2 separate regions of the Gossypium arboreum genome follow, and region 2 is linked to region 1. The links are chromatin contacts, called in public Hi-C maps. All regions are on one chromosome and are shown on one strand. Each heading gives the region's core, a stretch centred on a gene start, on an enhancer-like site or on the middle of the called end of the contact. The rest is flanking DNA. Distances are from core to core; before and after follow the strand shown.

Evidence for each region. A called contact is a pair of places that touch in the nucleus more often than the background predicts.
Region 2: a Hi-C map of leaf shows a contact between it and region 1, with 2.6 times the contacts expected there. The contact joins the promoter of LOC108479666 here to the promoter of LOC108479504 in region 1. A contact is called at or near these places in 3 of 5 Hi-C or Micro-C datasets (all in leaf).

The regions. Positions count from the first base shown.
Region 1 is chr12:108,594,800-108,597,413 of ASM2569848v2, forward strand. It overlaps LOC108479504 (chlorophyll a-b binding protein P4, chloroplastic), which reads left to right and starts at 1,303. Exons shown (of 2, transcript XM_017782154.2): 1 at 1,303-1,631; 2 at 2,021-2,614. The coding sequence starts at 1,426. The coding sequence ends at 2,573. It overlaps LOC128285191 (a long non-coding RNA gene), which reads left to right. Exons shown (of 3, transcript XR_008275631.1): 3 at 1-367.
Region 2 is chr12:108,856,990-108,859,603 of ASM2569848v2, forward strand. It overlaps LOC108479666 (putative pentatricopeptide repeat-containing protein At1g74400), which reads right to left and starts at 1,320. Exons shown (of 1, transcript XM_017782386.2): 1 at 1-1,320. The coding sequence starts at 1,320. LOC108479665 (pentatricopeptide repeat-containing protein At5g66520-like) reads left to right here and starts at 1,488. Exons shown (of 1, transcript XM_017782385.2): 1 at 1,488-2,614. The coding sequence starts at 1,488.

The sequences.
Region 1 (2,614 bases), core at 53-2,552:
GTTTCAGCCTGGGATAGATGTTACTGCTACAATTGGGTTCCTTACTAGTCTTGAAGACATTTATAAGCTTTGGGTATTTGTTTCAAGGTTCTTGGATGCTGATTTTTTAGAGAAAGAGAAATGAAGATATAAAGCTATTAATCAAAAAACAATTGAAATTTAGTCCAAGAACTTGTTAATTCTTTCCTTCTTTGTATATTATTGTCTGGTATGAACTTTATTTGTATATTATTGTCTGGTATGAACTTTAGTCCAAAAATTATGATCAGGTATCAAAATTTGTAATATTAATTGTGGTTTATCTGAAAAAGTGTAAATAGACTTTGGTTGTTTTTAATTTATGACGGTTAATATTTTAGCTTAATAATTGAGTATTATTATATATTAAATTTGATTTATTTATTTATAAATAAATGATTGTAATATATGTAAAACAATTTTCCGGAAAATATTTTTAGGAAATTTACCAAACAACAGAAAATATTTTACATAGATTCATCCAAACGCCAGAAAAGTAAATCATTTCTAGAAAAGTAAATCATTTTTCAGAAATCATTTTTCGAAAAATATTTTACTGCCAAACAAATGGAGCCTTAGTCAGTTGAATAGTACATTATGGTTTATAATGTTATATTTTGGAATAACATTAAGTCAATTTGGATTCTTAACATTTTGAGCATCTTATAATCTCACATTCCTAAATAGTGTCAAGATGTCGACTTATTCCCTTTATTTTATCATATTAATTAATTTAATCATTTTTTTCAAATAAAATTTAAGTCTAAATAAAAATAAAAATGGTGAAATAGTAGATGTCATATTTTAAAATTAAAATTATTATATTTCTTTAATGAATTATTATAATTATAATTCATAAATTTATTTTAACATTATATAATTTCTCATAAAATAAAAATAAAAATATAAAGGGAAAGATAATGTAACATAGTAGCCAGTAATATTAAATTCACATAATCTTATTATATTGAAAGATTAAATTCATTGTAATTGAAGGCTATTCGTCATGTAGAAGCTTACAATACATAAGATAAAAAGAAGAATTACATTTAAAAACAGAATGGATTATAGATGAGACCAAAATCCCATGGATAACATCTTTTGCGTCCCATAAACACATGTCAAGCAATGATTGGATGTAAAAGACGAGCGTGGCAGATATGTAAGTAATGTATAATTGGTCCCAGATTATCATTTCTCAGCCAATAACAACAAAGAAAGGGATTATAGATAAAGGGATAAATCTTAGTTTATCTCAACCGTTGGATTCAACGAAATCAAACAATCAAATCCAACCTTTACTGACAACCACACATGAATGGCAATATCATAGTACAAAGCTAAGGCTTAAGCCATGCACTAAAACATTTACTTTCCCTTACCCATCCTTTCTTTCTCCCGGAAATCATGTCTGCCGTCACTACACAAGCCTCAGCTGCCGTTTTCCGCCCATGCACATCGAAAACTAGGTTTCTTACCGGGAATTCCGGTAAGTTAAACCGGCAAGTTTGCTTCAAACCAATGTCATCTTCATCAATCAGCTCATTCAAAGTTGAAGCCAAGAAAGGGGAGTGGTTGCCTGGTTTACCTTCACCGGCTTACCTCACTGGAAGGTACATTCTTTTAGTTATACTATTTGATACAAAATAAAGTGAAGATACTAATTCAGTATCTCAGACAATGGCATTTGCACCAAAATATAGATTATTTTTTTAACATATGAAAACTCTTGTTTTGAAGCAATATCTAATGTCTCAATTAGCTATTTGGTGGGTCACACTGATTATTTTATTCATTGGTATTTAAAGGAAATATACATAATCAGCTATCAGCAGTAGATTAAACCAAAGGAGGTGGTGGTTAGAGTTGAATTAGGAATTAAACTTTGACCAGTAGTGTATAAGCGAAAATAGAATCAATTATTGTGAATCAATCTGACAACCAATGATTTAGCTAGTTCGGTTTGATTCTTAACATTGGTTATAACATTATGGAAATGCAGTCTTCCAGGTGACAATGGATTCGACCCTCTTGGATTGGCGGAGGATCCGGAGAACTTGAGATGGTTCGTGCAAGCAGAGCTGGTGAATGGCCGCTGGGCAATGTTGGGTGTTGCAGGGATGCTTTTGCCTGAAGTATTCACCAAGATTGGGCTGATCAATGCTCCCCAATGGTACGATGCTGGAAAATCCGAATACTTCGCATCCTCCTCCACCCTATTTGTGATCGAGTTCATATTGTTCCACTACGTCGAGATCAGACGGTGGCAAGACATCAAGAACCCAGGATGTGTGAACCAAGATCCCATCTTCAAGCAATACAGCCTGCCCCCACACGAGTGCGGATACCCTGGTGGCATTTTCAACCCCCTCAACTTTGCTCCTACACTTGAGGCCAAGGAAAAGGAGCTTGCCAATGGGAGATTGGCAATGTTGGCCTTCTTGGGATTCATAATTCAACACAATGTGACTGGGAAAGGACCATTTGACAACCTGTTGCAGCACCTCTCTGATCCATGGCACAACACCATCATCAACACAATCAGGGGTTATTAAATTCAATTTCCCAGTTTTTGAGTTTCCTTTTTTGTTTTTTC
Region 2 (2,614 bases), core at 70-2,569, 260 kb after region 1:
GATGAACTCACTGATTTCACTAGCTACCTCAATTGAACTACACCCAGGAGCCCTTCTCAGCTGCTTTATCTGATCCCTAACTTCCACTTTCTTATCCCACATCCCTTTGGCAGCATAGATATTCGACATTGCAACACTGTCCCCAACATATCCAGGCTCCAACTCCTGCAACTGGAGCTTAACTTTTTCACCAAGCTCAATTTCTCCATTGATATTACAAGCTCCTAACAATGTCCTCCATATCACTGCATTAGCTTGACCAGGCATCTCAATGATGAAATTATAAACTTCTTTTAGCAGCCCAGCTCGGCAAAAAAGATCAACCATGCAACCAAAATGAACCTCTCTAGGCTTCAAACCGTAATAATGAACCATACGTTGGTAATATTTCTTTCCTTCTTCAATCATTCCTCCATGGCTACAAGCCATCAAAACCCCAATAAAAGTAACGTCGTTGGGAAGAATCGTTGAACTTCCACGATTACCCTCTTCCTTATTCTTGCTATTCTTCCATTTTATTTCTTCCATTTCACCAAAAAGCTCAAGAGCTTCATTTGCTTGTCCATGCAATGCATGTCCCACGATCATGGAAGTCCAGGTTGTCACGTCCTTTTCTCCTAAGCTATCAAACAATTTCCTTGCCGTTTGTATATCACCACATTTCGCATACATGTTAATGAGAGCGTTATTAAGGCCCGCGTCTGCCATGAGCTCTGGTTTTCGCCGAACGAATGCGTGAATCCACTCTCCCATCTCTAGTGCACCAAGGTGAGCACAGGCAGAGAGAGCAACCGTCAGTGTCACTTGGTCAGGTTCCACATCAAGCATTTGCATCTTCCGAAACAACTCTACAGCTTTTTGGGGCTTCTGGTTGACAACATAAGCCGAAATCAAGGCTGTCCAGGAAATTGTATTCTTGCTGAGAATTTCATCAAACACGCGATGCGCATAAAGAAGATTCCCTAATGCGGAGTAAAAGTTTAAAAGTGAGGTTTGGAGGTGAATGACAGAGTGAAACCCAAATTTTATTAGGTTGGCATGTAATTGTTGGCCTTCAAGAGAGAAAGGGGTTTTGGTGCAAGCTTGTATGACAAATAAGAAAGAGAAGCTGTCAATAGACGAAGGATTGTATCGTAATAATTGTCTAAAGAAGAGGATGGCTTTGGCGTTGCAATTGGAGGTGAGGTATGTTTTAAGGGTTCGGTTTGCTTTGGGTGGTTTAAGGTTTGAGTGAAGATGGGATTTGGATTGATGGGCACTTGCAGAAAACTTGTACAGTTTCGTTCGGATTAAATAAACCCTCTTAAAGATTTTCATCATCAAAGTGAAATACAACTGAACCCGTGTTCAGTTGGTAACTTTCATAAAGAATCTAAGGAGCACTGGAGTTCATTTTGGCCCCCTTGCGTTTTGATGGCTAATATTTATTTGTAATATCCATACCAGCGCCACTTACATTTGTGTCTCGTTTAACTTTTGTCTTTCAAATGTTAGTTAAAGAAGCCATTCTCGCCAATCCACCCAACTCCAGAGCTCTACAGCAACACCTCATTTCCCTTCTTCAAAACCCTAAGATCACAAAACAAAAACTTACCCAAGTCCACACCCAGATCATCATCAACGGTTTTTCCCAGAAAAATTACATCCTAGTTCACCTTCTTTCATTCTATGCTACTTCTAGTAATCTCCTACAGGCGTTTAAACTATTTCGATCTATCGAAAAACCAAGTACTACAGTCTGGAACCAGGTCATCAGAGGGTGTTCAAGAACTGAAATCCCTGAAAGATCACTTGAATTGTACAAGCAGATGGTTGCATTGGGGGCAATTCCTGATGGGTTTACTTATTCGTATGTTTTGAGTGCTTGCACGAGGTCGGGGATGTTGAGAGAAGGGGAACAGATTCATGGGAGAGTTTTGGTTGATGGGTATTTCTCCAATGTGTTTGTGAGAACAAATTTGATTAATTTATATGGAATGGTTGGGGTCGGCGATGGCATCGTACATGCGCGTAAACTGTTTGATGAAATGGCGGAGAGAAATGCTGTGAGTTGGAATTCGTTGTTAGCTGGGTATATTAGGTGTGGGGACGTTGATACGGCGAGGAGAGTTTTTGATGAGATACCGGATAAGAATGTGGTGTCGTGGACAACAATGATTACCGGGTTTGCTAGGAATGGGAAGTGTAAGCAAGCTTTGTCTTTTTTTAAACAGATGAGGAGAGCACGTGTGGAACTGGATCAGGTAGCGTTGGTGGCGGCATTATCAGCTTGTGCTGAATTGGGTGATTTGGAAATGGGGAAATGGATTCACTCCTACATAAAAAAGACGTCTCAATTTCGAAACCAACAACTGTTGGTGTCTTTGAACAATGCACTTATTCACATGTATGCTAGTTGTGCTTTGATTGAGGAAGCTTACGAAGTACTTCGATGCATGCCAGAAAGAAGTACGGTTTCTTGGACAAGCATGATCACGGGATTAGCAAAACACGGTTTTGCGCAAGAAGCTATTACTGTGTTTGAATGTATGCTAAGCTTAGGGGAGAGAGAAGTCAAGCCTGATGAAATAACCTACATTGGAGTTCTCTTTGCTTGTAGTCATGCCGGATTTGT